Regions from separate parts of the Zea mays genome. Here regions 1 and 3 are each linked to region 2. A link is a contact called in public Hi-C data. All regions are on one chromosome and are shown on one strand. The core of a region is the stretch at or near the end of the contact, and the rest is flanking DNA. Distances in the headings are between cores, read along the strand shown. Region 1 holds the start of LOC103636078 (Extra-large G-protein-like). Region 2 holds the start of LOC100304295. Region 3 holds the start of LOC100192838.

What was found. A called contact is a pair of places that touch in the nucleus more often than the background predicts.
Region 1: a contact with region 2 is called in a Hi-C map of endosperm, with 1.8 times the contacts expected there. The contact joins the promoter of LOC103636078 here to the promoter of LOC100304295 in region 2. A contact is called at or near these places in 3 of 25 Hi-C or Micro-C datasets (ear, endosperm and tassel).
Region 3: a contact with region 2 is called in a Hi-C map of tassel, with 3 times the contacts expected there. The contact joins the promoter of LOC100192838 here to the promoter of LOC100304295 in region 2. A contact is called at or near these places in 2 of 25 Hi-C or Micro-C datasets (leaf and tassel).

The regions. Positions count from the first base shown.
Region 1 is chr8:148,410,777-148,415,380 of Zm-B73-REFERENCE-NAM-5.0, reverse strand. LOC103636078 (Extra-large G-protein-like) reads left to right here and starts at 3,112. Exons shown (of 5, transcript XM_008658433.4): 1 at 3,112-3,389; 2 at 3,573-4,604. The coding sequence starts at 3,641.
Region 2 is chr8:148,203,453-148,207,963 of Zm-B73-REFERENCE-NAM-5.0, reverse strand. It overlaps LOC100304295, which reads right to left and starts at 1,386. Exons shown (of 2, transcript NM_001361278.1): 1 at 176-1,386. The coding sequence starts at 742.
Region 3 is chr8:147,989,094-147,993,010 of Zm-B73-REFERENCE-NAM-5.0, reverse strand. It overlaps LOC100192838, which reads right to left and starts at 1,698. Exons shown (of 11, transcript NM_001138029.1): 1 at 1,540-1,698; 2 at 1,242-1,420; 3 at 783-903; 4 at 588-637; 5 at 365-432; 6 at 10-108. The coding sequence starts at 1,610.

The DNA.
Region 1 (4,604 bases), core at 1,863-4,362, 210 kb before region 2:
TCGCGCGGGGCCAGTTTGCCACCGCGGCCCTCTCGTGTCGGGTGATGCCAGTGCCACCGGCCCACGATGCACCTGTCCGCCCCGCGCAAACTCTGGATGTTTTGGTAAACAGTTACGAAATTTATCGGACAATTCAGTAGACGAGTTGAACTAGTTCTGAGCCCGGACACTACCAAACGAAGTCACCGAATTTACGACGAGATGGTCCGTTGTATTTGTCTGCACACACACAAAAAAAAATGCATGTGGCTGACTCATCGGCGCGGCCGGTACGAGGAGGCCATGACTTGGAAGCGCTGAAGCCGCTACAGAGACGTGTACAGTCTCTGACTGTGCTGACTTAGGGATGATCTTTGGTCTTTGGCTACGTGCGACGCGCCTGCCATTAGCTAGGTTAGGCCGCTCGCGTTCGACGCTAGCTACAGCCTACAGCATGCGAGCTAGAAATTTATAGTCATTATATTTTATTATTCCACTAAGTTAGTCTATGTCAGTCCATCTCCATCTGGACCGAAATGCAGTCCATCTCCGATGTACAAATTAAAGCAGAAGAATCTTGTGATGGGATCGAAGCGACGCGCACCGATGTACGTGGGCGTGGTTCAGATCATCAACAGACACGGTAATCTAACAAAACAGGGACGGCGAAAGCACGTCCACCGAACGCCCGAGCCCGACCCGAGATCCATGCGTGGTGCACTGCACACTAGCTGGCTGGCTGTTGCCGGTTGGGACAAGTAGAAATTCAACAAAGTAGAGGCTGCCTTTACACCTCCTTTTTCTTCCGTGTCTGATCCCGGCCGATTGCTTTCTTCATTTTTTTTTGTGTTGGATTGGAATGTTGTTCTCAGCCCTTTGCCCAAGTGCAACACGGATCACCGCCCACGTCTCCACACCGACGGCAAGCACTCTCGGAGGCAAACGACAGTCGGTGGCGCGGCGAATAAAGCATCCGCGACACGTCCAGGGCACGGAACGCATCCGTTCCATATTATTACAGTACTCCCTCCATTTCTTTTGAGTTGTCGTTGGATAGTTAAATTTTACATTATCCAACGACAATTAAAATGAAACGGAGGGAGTACGTCACAGTAGAATCTTTTTTTTTTGTTTATCCGGCCGGCTCGCCAACCACATGAAGACCGGATTTTTCTGCTAGAACAGGGTTTCCAACTTTTTGATACATTACCAAAATTCACGAAACTGGACCGAGATTCCGTTAGAAAATTTTCAGAGGTTTCAGTTTGAACAAGAAGGACTAGTTTAGGAACCACATTTTTCCAAGAGATTTTCATTTTCCCAAGTGAAATTAGTTTATTTTCTTTTAGAAAAATAGTAAACTCTAGAAAAAATAGAGTTTCCAAACTAGGTCTAAGTGTGGGTTTTTTTATATAAAAAAACGTTGTAGTTCTAAATAGAAATATGAACATGTCTTGTGACTACACATTCGTTAAGAAAGGAAAAACATGTAACGTAAAAGCATAGGAGACATGAGACCGCGGTTACAAGCAGCAGGTTTAAACAGTTTGATTTTTTTAAAAAAAGGTTTCGGTAAACGAAAACTGAACCAAAAATCTCGCCGGATTTCAAATTACTTGACTGGGATGAATTTTCAAATTTGGGAATCAAAATTCGGATTTCTCAGAACAAAAAAACTATGTCCTTTCAGCGAAATTCATTTTTTACTTAAAAATATTAATTAAAAAACCAAAATTCTGATCATATTCCTCTCAGAAAAAATATAGTTTTTTTTTTCAAATCTATAAAAGTTAAAACGAAATTTACTGAAACCGGAGCGAAAAAAAACTTTTCTCGGTCTTCACCGAAAACGAAAAAAAACACCGAGGAATTTAGCGGAGAAATTTAGCCCCTGAGGGCTGATTTGGTGATCGGGAATCCCGAGGGGATCCATGGGGAAAAATTTCCTTGCTATTCAAAATTGAATTGCGAGGGGATTTCTCCCCATGGATCTCCTCGGGATCCCCGATCACCAAATCAGTTCTGATTGTACGACACTTGTATTAATGCCACCTACAAAACTCGGCGTTCAGTAAAACAGTGCGGGCTAGTTTGGAAACCACAATTTCCCAAGAGGTTTCTATTTTTCAATGGGAAAATAAACTAATTTCTCTTGGTAAAATAGAAATCTTATGAGAAATTGAGGTTCCCAAGCTAGCTCTACGAGTGCGTGTGCACGAAAAAAACAGTGGCACAGCTACAAATAAATGGCCACGGTACAGGCTCCACACGCATGCACATGTGCAGCTAGGTCTCCCCGTGAGGCCGTGGCACAGGGCGTGCGGTCCAATGGAACACGTTGGCTACACTGCTCGCTTTAAATGGCAACACTATTTAGTTGAATCAAGGACGATCTGATTGAAAAATGAAAAAAAGGCTTTAAACTCAAGAGGAATGCAATGCACTATCCTCCGATGTTCAGTACGTACGTACGTACGTGTAATTCTTCGGATCGATTTTCAGTCATTTTCTCACATTAATTAACATGTGTGTTTTTACTACTGCTGTGAAAATGTGAGCAAGGGCCTCAGGTCTGGCACACATGCATCGTACACACAGATAAACTACAAACACACTTCCAGTATAAAACCTATCTAAATGTCTACCTACACAACTCGCTCACATAAATTCTCTAAAATTTAGTGTAGAGGAGGCTTTAGAAGATATACACATGCTCAAGTCCTTTTCGTTGGTAACCATATTCCCCTCCTCCAAGCAACCCTATTTAATTCCGACCCCGGTTGCGACGTCTACGTTAACAACGACTCGAGAGAACTGCAAGCTACACCGAACTAATGACCGTACCACACTACAGGCTAATGTCCTGTGTTTATAGGACAGGCAAGTCGTTGACAAATAAAATAATAGTGCTGTCCTGCCACCATTTTCTTAGTGTTTTTTTTGCTCGCGGCGATGTAAATGTTTAGGCGAGACGGAGAATGGAAGTCTCGGAGGAGACGGGAAACCGAAGCCGGCGTGTGCTACCCTGTGCGCCGGTGGCCCGCGTCTTTGACCCCTCACGTCAGCTTCGCAGCCAGATCGTTCCAAAAGGCGGGCCACATCCCCACGTAACTCGGCGGCGCCCTCCCTGGCCCGAAGCCCCGAACCAAGGTCCCTGAGGATTCACCCGCAGCTATATAAAAATGTTCTTTCACTTGGCTCCCTCGTCGTGTCCGTGGCAACGCAGACACTGCCGCCGCTCCCAGAGTTTACTCTCTACTCCTACTCTGCTCTCTCTCTCTCTCTCTCTCTCTCTCTCTCTCTCTCTCTCTCTCTCTCTCATGGCGTACTCCTCGAGCTGCGGGACGAAACCCTAATGGAGAACCGGAGCCGCCGCCACGCCCCCGCGCCGCAGCGAGCTCCGTCTCAAGGTAAGCGCCGTTCCGCACCCCCCGCCTCTCTCTCTCTCTCTCTCTCTCTCTCTCTCTCTCTCCCGTAGGAAACCGACAGATCTTACTCCATTCCCCACCGCCCCCTCGGGACCCCTCTGATCTGCTCGTTCACCGCTCCACCTCCCCTAAAACTTTGGCTCCGCGTCGCGCAACTCCGTGCAGGATAACGCCAGTGCTTGCCGATCCGGTGGGAGAAAGCGGGAGCGCGGAGCGGCCTCGCCGCCCCCGCCATGGGGAGTGATCTCAAGGAGATGAAGTACAGGCGGAGGATCGGGGCGGAGGAGCGGCCGCAATGCAGCGACCGGAGGGGCGGCGCGGGCTGGGCCGCGCTGCAGCAGGACCCCGTCGAGCTGCTGCGCAAGCTGGACGAGCTGAGGGACCAGATCGCGCGCTCCTGCAACGTCGTCGCCCAGCGGCGGGAGCCCCGCAGGGCCAGCCGCCGCGCGGTCTCCATGCTCCCCGCCGAGCATCTGGAGGAGCCACCGCCTCTGCCGGGGTACCACCGCTCCCGCCATGGCGGGCGGTTTGGGCCGGGCTTGCCGCCTCCAGGCCCATACGCACCGCCGCGCCCTGAACATGGGGAAAGGTATGTGAGGCAGTCTAGCGGGCACTACCGCCAGTACCCTGGGAGGCAGTGGGAGAACGGTGGGATGGGGCCTGGGAGCTTCCATCACTACGGGTGTGCCTGTCCACACTGTCTGCATGGGCAGAGGACTTCGCCGCAAGAGGAGAACATCCCGATGGCGAGGTACTTCGCCAGGCAGCATGAATCGTACCGGTTCGAGAGGTCACCATCTGTTTCATCCGATTATGATCGGAGGTCTGTGGCGTCATCACTTTACTCGCACCGGTCTGTATCGAAGAGGAGAGCAGAGTACTTCAGGAAGAAGGCGGAACATATCTGCCGTCCAGTGGATGGTGCTGCACCTTTCTCTGTGTGCAGTTCATGTTATAAACTACTGCAGATGCCTACAGAAAAATGCATAGGGCGGAAGCAGAACCGATTTCAATGCGGGTCTTGTTGTCAGATAGTTAGTCTGAAGCATGATGAAGAAAATGGTATTCCCTTTGCACCGTCATTATCCTTATATGCGCCTGAAACAGAGCAAAGCTCAAGTGACCAGATGAGGCGAGATACTGTCCATCAACATCATGAGGATTTTAATTCTATGTTCTACAATTCAAATGATCATA
Region 2 (4,511 bases), core at 137-2,636:
GTCCCCATGGACCACCAGGCCAGTCCCAGCCTGTAGTCGCGAGGATCTCCTTCCCTGCGCAGGACGAGCGGCCAGATCAGACGATCTCGGCCGTCGGGTCCCGAATGGACGGCCCAGGGTTTATCATTTCGACGCTATATTTAATAACTGTGCGGTTTTCGCGCGATGGGTTCACCTTGATCTCGGGGATGACGTAAGCCATGTTGCAGAGGAAGGCCAGCTGCGCGAACAGCCGCGCGTCTCCGAGCGGGGCCCTTGCCAGCAGCTTGGCGAAGGAGTGGCGGTCCCACCTGGCATCCTCCTCCTCGTCGTCGTAGCTCACGCCGCACCCGCCGTCGTGGTGGTCAGCGTCGAGGCGGTAGAGGTCGTCGTCGTCGTCGTCGAGTACGTCGCGCTTGGTCGGGTCGTGGAAGCGGGAGCGGAGCTCGAGGAGGCGGCCGAGCCAGTGCGCCTCGGGCCTCCGGGCGGGCGGCATTTCCGGCCCAGGCTCCTCCGGCGGGTCGTCGTCGGCGACGGTGAGCAGCCGGGAGCCGTCGGCGCCGCCGTCGGGCAGCGGCGGCGGGCGCAGCGGCGCCGCGCCGAGCTGGAACGGGAACACGCCGATGGAGCGGCTGGTGGTGAGCGCGGCGCCCGCGCGGCGCGGGCAGCGGAGGTGCGGCTCGGAGCGCGAGCGCCGGATGCCGGCGTGCATGGCCGCCGCCGGCGCCGCCGTGCCCGCGGCAGCGACGGTCGCCGCCGCCATGTCAGCGTGGCGTCCTCTCGCTCGCGATCTCGGAGGCGTGGGGAGGGCGAGAGGGAGGTTAATCCGGGGCGGGCAGCTGCGCTCCGCCCGCGCGGTGGAGACGTTTGGGCGGTTGGTGGTTAGCCTGTTGGTGGCGACGACGGACGACCAGCTAGCTACAGAGACGGCGGGCTCGGTTAGTCAGCCCGGAGCGGAGCGGAGCAGATCTGGTTAGAGCACTGGGCAATTCTGCAAATGGCGATGCGAGGGCTTTAAAGAGCACACACAGTTGGGGCAGGGCAGGTCGGCCGCGGCGCGCGCGGTGGTGGTGGAAACCGAAGGTGCCGGGGCAAGAGCAAGAACGAGAAGCCGGAGACGGCACGACAGCGCGAGGACTGGTGAAGTGGGCAGATGACCGCGCTTGCCTCCGCCACGGCAGCGCGGAGTAGTAGCAAGCTCTGTGATGAGACTGGAGGGGTATTTCCGGGAACAGCGAACGCCAGTAGGTCACTCGAGTAAAAGTAAGCGCTGGTGTACGCACGCACGCGGCCACGCGGGGTCGGGTCGCGGGAGGGCGGCCGAAACGGGAGAGAAGAAAACATCAATCACGGTCAGTCAGTCAGTCACAGCAAGGTCGTCCGGCATCGGTGTCTCCGCCACCGGCGTGGCAACGAAAAGAAAGCGAGGAAGCAGCGGAGGCGCACTGGAAGAATATGCTCGGCGTGGCTCGGTTTCGGCGCCCGCGGACATGGTACGTGCCAAACGCCCGGTGTTGCTTTCCGAGCTAGAGCGGAATTCCTACTACTACTCATCATAAACAGCTAGGGGATCGAACTCCGGCGTCCGGTTTCGCGTAAATATATAATCGCCGACAGTTACTCCAAACAAAACACCCGTTCTATTATATTTGTTGTCTGTTACCGCCACCGAACTCCAGCCAGCCCGGCGCGGCGCGGGCTGTTCGTGTCGTCCGGACAAAGAGCTTCGGATCGGCGGCAGGCAGGAGGTACCCTGCTTTATTTTTCCGAGATTATATTCTGATGAGCGGACAGAGAATATACGAATCGGTCCGGCTTTTCTGCAGGCGTCGGATACGCCGTCCCTCGCTCGCGTGGACGCCAACGCTGAGGTAAAGATCGTCACGCACGCACGCACGAACTATACGTGCGCGTCGGGGCAGATCTAGTGACGGCGGCGACCGATTCATCAGCCGACAGCGACCACGGGTTGTATTAGATTAATTGGCCATCGCCCATCGGTTAGAGTATTAATATTATTATTATGCAGTGCAAAGGGCTTGATCGTACATTGGAGAACTGCTATTGTTGTGTGCGTGTATATGTATAATAAATTCCCACTGGTAATCGCGAGGAGGAGAGCCATCTTGTCAGCTTGCTGCCTGCCCTACTGACCGCTGATTGGCTTTAGGCCCTGTTTGTTTCAACTTATAGATTATATAATCTAGATTATAATTTAGATTATATAATCTAGATTATTTGCTCTGAATTAAATAAGCTAGGTGCTGCTGTTTGTTAGCTCAGATTATTTGGACTCGGCTTATTATTCATATGCATACAAATACAATAATACCCTTGATTGTTTTAATTGTCTGGTGGGTGAGAACGTTTATGGATAGGTGAATGACAATTGGAAGTAATTTTAATCAACTTGTCATAGGTAGTGGGTCTTTCATAAAAAATAAGCTGAAATAAGCACTCTTTGATGAGCTTATAGGATTATCATAATCTCAAGTGCTAGATTATATAATCTTATCAGATAAGTTGCTTGTTTGTTTCCTCACTAGCTTATTTACATTGGATTATATAATCTATATAGATTATAATCTCAAACAAACAGGGCCTTAGTATTGGTTAGCTATCAGTAGGTATTAATCCCGGCACATGCATGGGTCCGGAATCTTATTATTACATGCCGTCGTCCGCTCCAAATGTCGATCTGGGCCGGCTGTCGCGCATCCTTGATCGCCGCTACTACGCCTAGTCGCCTACGCACATGCGCGAATGCAGCATGCGTCGCGCGGTGGCGGAAGCTGGAGAGTGCATGCAGAGCGCAGGGAGGCAGGCAGGCAAGCATGGGGAGTGCCCGGCCGCGCCAGCCGCCAGGTGGCCCTGCATGCATCGCGCGGGCGCCCTCCTGGCATGCATATGTGCTTCGTGGGGTGGGTGGGGGGCTTGCGCTTGCCACCTTGCCCTCGCCGTACGTGGCTCCGCCGCCGCTCTGCGTGCCGCCACGTGCCAACTGGCTATGGCACTACGGACACCTGACCCGAGTCCTTCTCGTCGTCACGTGCTGTAGACGACGATCTACTGCTGGTTACGTGCAGGTACAGCCCTGTTTGGCGTTTCGCAGAGCTGATTTTTTCTGCCAAACTATGGTCTTGTTTGGGAGAGCTTCACTTCAAAAATTTCAATTTCGTTCTAACTTTTTCAACCCAAACAGGTTCAGCTCCACGAGCTTTAGTTTTAAAAAAAATCGAAACTAGAGGCCCGTTTAATGAAATTCATGAAGCTCCTTAGAGGGTGCTCCAAAAACACTGTTTTTATATCTCCTCATGAAGTTGTACGAAAATTACCCACCATGCCACTGGTTACGCAACATACAACTTCCGTTCTCTCTGGCGACAACACACTAATCATCAAGGGTAATTAAGGAAACCCACACAAATCAATTGTACTATAGAAGTTGGAGTCCATATACAAACCAAACGCTCCTAGAACTCACCTTAACAATTTGCTGGAGCTGTTTTATAGTGAAACTGAAAAACCAAAGCTGAAGTTTTTGAAGCAAAGCTCTCTCAAACAGGCCCATATATGTTAGCCCATTTAAACAATACATATATGAGATCAAATTAAACACTCAATACCAATACCACTATACCAGTAATATGATGACGACATAAATTTCGACCAATATATGATCAAACATGCAATAATACCCAAATAAATTTCGTTCACATAACTTTGGTGTGCACACAGTAATAACGAAGACATAAATTAAAATGGTTTCAAACTAACAAAGCAGCTATCATACCACTAGGTTGTGCGTTGAACATATGCTAGTACATATTTTTTCAGGCGTCACCACCTTTTTTTATATAACCACAAAAGCCTCGCTTCTTTTGAAGACGTGTTGGAGAAGAATTCTTCTCGGTTCTCTCTGCTTGGAGGAACAACTGTCCAGCCATGAAAGATTCAATGCTCTATCTTCCGCTGCTCCGCATTCGACAGCTTGCTGTTGTACTCTCTTCATGGATTCAGACATATATTAGCTGTCCCTGTAACGTCTTCTGTGTGACATCACTGTCTTGTTTCATACTCTCCTTCGCGTTTTTTATTCGTCGTCGTGGTTTAATTAAAAATAAACTAGCGAACCTACAAATATTCGAGACAAATTTCACAAAGTACCGTTGTTGCTATTCCTCCCTGCCCTCATTTCTTCAAGACAAATTTCACAAAAAAATGAAGTTGTTCTGTGAATTCCAATTTGCCTTGTCGTGGCAACCATTCATCTAGACCACAATCGACAATGAATAAATGCAAGCAAAAAAATATTATTTTGACTCATGCTTATAGCAGACAACCACTAAAATAAATTGTACAGGAAACATTGTACGCACATGAAAAAATGAGCCATCTCAATCAAAGAGTATGATAATTATGTCTCACCGAAAGTTAATCTTCGTTGTCATGTGTTTCATTCTCTCCTATATTACCAGGTCCTTGGGGATGTCCATTCCCTCCATCAACCAGGGTGCGGCCAGATGCACTGT
Region 3 (3,917 bases), core at 449-2,948, 220 kb after region 2:
AGTATGTACCATGGTAGATCTATCAGATAAAATGCAATCAGCAACATCTTTTGGATCCCACGAGCTCTTGTCTTTTGAAGGCAAAAAACGTGAATTCGGTGGCCCAATCTGCACCCAAAAAATTATGGATGTTACTGCGTATAATCAAATTTGTTTTTCAGAGTTTCAATTAATGTATTTCCCATCCAGATAATCAAGCCACATAACAATTTTCACCGAAAACGAAATATTTAGTCACAGACAGCAATTTGCAAAAAAAAAAAAAACAGAAACTTAAATATTAAAACATGACATTGGGTTAGTACAACCCAACAAATTGCAGATTTATGCATTTCCTAGTATCATAGAGTATTTGAGAAGTTACCGAGACCGAGATGACAACATTGTGTATCATGTCAACTCGCTCTGATACGATACGTTGCCTTGCATCAGCTGCATAGAGACCTAGTCAGCTTGCGCCATTACGAAATATATGGATATTCCAAAAAGTGTAACTGTGGAAGTCCTTGTGCTCAATAATCTAGTTCATTCGTGTGAACAAAGTAATAAGACCATTCCTTATCATTGTTATGCCAGAAGCTACTCACGCGATAGTGGCGCTGCAGAGGAATATCGCTCTGGTTTTCTGGACTCTACCCTAGGAACAGAATAATAGGATAGTAATTTGTAAGCGAAAAGTTTTATCCTAGTGCCCATGAGAAGGCAATAAGTACGCAAAAAACAGGTTAAGACTGAAAAAGAGTAGATTGGACAAAATATTGTAGTGCAGGGAACTGAAATACCATTTGAAGGTAAATTTCTTCCCTGGCAGTTCCACCGGGTAAAGAAAAGAGTATGCATTGATCTCATCAATTTGTGTGTTCATCTTCACGTCTTCATCAGTCTCCATGACAGCATATGCTTCTACAGAATCGTTGCGAGCAAAGCACTTGTGATCATTCAAGAATTGGTCTTTCAAGAAAAGAACTGTCAAAGAATGGCCTCTCGGGAGAATGAGAGAGTTATAAATAGAAAACAGGAGATCCAATAGATAAATGTGTAGCACATTATGCACAATCATAAAAACAGTACATGTCATGGACTTACTCTAAATTTTGCAATCACATGCCTCAAAACTGACACGTCTGACAAATTCAGTGTGTGGAAATTAGCAGAAAGTAGAAATGCTAATTCTTCCGTCCACAAGACCCGAACCGAGTGAATGAACCATGAGAAGTAGAGAGACATCCCATGAACACTACCTGAAATGGGGAGCATGATTGCGAAAGAAGACACGAGCCCGGACATGAGAAGGCGCCTCCTCTCCACCTCCAACCCGCGGTTCCTAGCGGCAGGCTCGCGAGAGCACGAAGCGAGCACAAAGGCCCTCCTCCTCGGTGGCAGAACACGCGCTGCCCCAGCGTGGAGTGGTCCCCTGCTCCTGCGCAATCCCCAGGAACCAAAATCAGGAGCGCAGTCAAGGAGGGTGGGTGTTCTGTGCACAGTAACACGAATAGGCGGCGAGCAGGGAATCGTGTAAGCGGCAGAGGGAGTGCGTGCCTGGGGCGGAACGGGGACTGAGATGTGGGGCTCGGGAGAGTGTGCGGAGAGGAGAGGAGAGCCCCCGCCATGGCTCGCCGGCGTCAAGACCCCTCGTCCCTTCCTACGTCCACTCGGGCTAGACCGAAGGACGGGGAAGCAGAGTGTTCTATCCAAACCTTTTGTTGCGTCTTGCGTGAGAGCAAAAGATCTCCATGTTCTATTGGCGTGTAAAAATACGGTCATGATAGATAGGCTAAAATATAAGACACATAATTGTTGGTAATATTGTTTAACAATAATTATAATGTAGAGTTTAAAATAGAATAAGAGATCTACTGGAAATAGCTTAAAAGCATCTCCAAAAGCTCTCCTAAGATCTCCCTTTTTTAGAAAAAAAACATAAAAACTTAGAACATCTCTAATAGCTCCCAATATTTATTCTTCTAAAATATTGTTATATTGAATTCTTTCCAAAACTCTAAATACCCCAAAAAAATGTACACAACTCTAATAACTCTTTATTTTGTCTCAAAAATAGTCCACCTAGCTTGTTGAGTGTATCTCTACAGCTGGTCATCAGAGACCAAATTGGGTTAACTCAACTAATTATCTCCTTAATCGGGCCCTTTATTGGGACTGTCCATGCTAACCTCGGTTGGAGCCCCCGGTCACATGACGCTATATAAAGGATCAAGGGTCGTAGGAAAAGCCAACGTTAGTATCTCGCCCAGAAACCCTAATCCACAGAGGTCCCATCGCTTAGGCATCGGAGTGACTGGAAGCGCGACAACCAAGGGAGGCTCGGATTTCGGTGCATATTGTTCCTCTACAGGAGCAATGGAGGTGACACCGAAAGCAGCGACCATGCTCCACAACTACCTCGCTAGGACGCGTCAACACAACAACAACGAAGGTATATTTCCTTATTCCTCTCAGTAGAACAGATCTACTCGTCATCGAGGTTTACTAGTTACTGATTGGTATTATAGGGGCTTAGGAATCGATCATAGGCACCATAGAATCTAACAACGGTATCAGAGCCACCCTAAGACCCCTAGGTTTCCTAATCCGCTTTTGATTTTGAGATCACAGAAAGGTCTCGGGTCAAAGTGATTAGACTCAGTTTCTTCATTTCTATCACCCCGAGAACAGAGATTAGATCAAAGTGATAAAGTTGAGATTAGATCAAAGAGAGAAAGTCAAGAAGTAAGAATAGATATCGGGTTAGGTTTTCTAACCCTGTTTCAGCCATATCGAGGACCCAGAGGGTCTCATGGCTCAAACTAGTAAACTGACAGATCAGTGAACTCGACATCTAAGGGTTAGGGTTACCTAACCCTAGTTCATCTAGATCAGGTCACAGTGATCGCGTTCAAGGGCTCAAGGCTGTTGGATTCGAGTTAAGCAAACAGAATAAGATAACACCAGGAACAGATTAGAGATAGAAAACCCTAACTATTTCCCCAAATAAAAATGCATACAAACCATCACAAAAATAACGCAGGGACCTAGATCTACGCATTTATCAACTCAAAACTCGATCCTAAATAATACATTAGATACATTCCATACAATCATACACACACAGTATGGGAATCGATTAAAGAGAACTAGATCCGGGTGTATAGAAGTCACAGAGAAACGGTCAAGAGGCTGACAGTTCACCTCACGACCACACTAGCCACAGTCTTATCACGTCGTTGGGAGCATCAACCACCGCGAGGCACCCGTTCGACGACCCATCCGAAGGGACACGTCCACCGGCGGAAGGGGCCGAGGGTCCGCTCTGGCCAGTGCACAAGCGACAGAGCTAGAAGAGGTGAGATCTAGAGAAAAAGACGACGATCGTTTCGGTTGGGCCGAGCAGAACACAAGAGTGTGCGGCGCGTGTACAGAGGATGGCTGGAAACTGTCAATAGTAAGAACAGAGAGTAGAGAGAGCCGCCCGTTGACCGCTACGATGGGGAAGAGGAGAAAATGATTAGGGTTTTCCACCCCTCCGAATAACTAGCTAGTTATAGCGCTGCTACATTATGTAGACAGATCCTGGTCGTCGGATTTGAACTAACGGCGGGGATCAAGGCAAGAGGGGTAACTCTCGCGCATGGGCCGAAACAGCGGCCTAAGCCCAGGTTGCGGCCAGGGCACGCCCGCCCCCTACTGCCAGTGGGCGAAGGCCGAGGATGGGCCAAGCCAAGAGGCTAGCCAGGCCTAATGGCCTTTTGTTTTTTCCCAGGTGTTGGGGGCCTTCGTCTTCCGAAGGTCCTCAAAAACGTAATTTAATAATGTCTTCCAAGTATGGTTTATAGACAGGTACCTTCGGATTCAGGATTAAAAGCATATACGATGAGAAGGGCATGATCGTGACGAAGGTTGCTGTTGCTCCGAAGCTATAC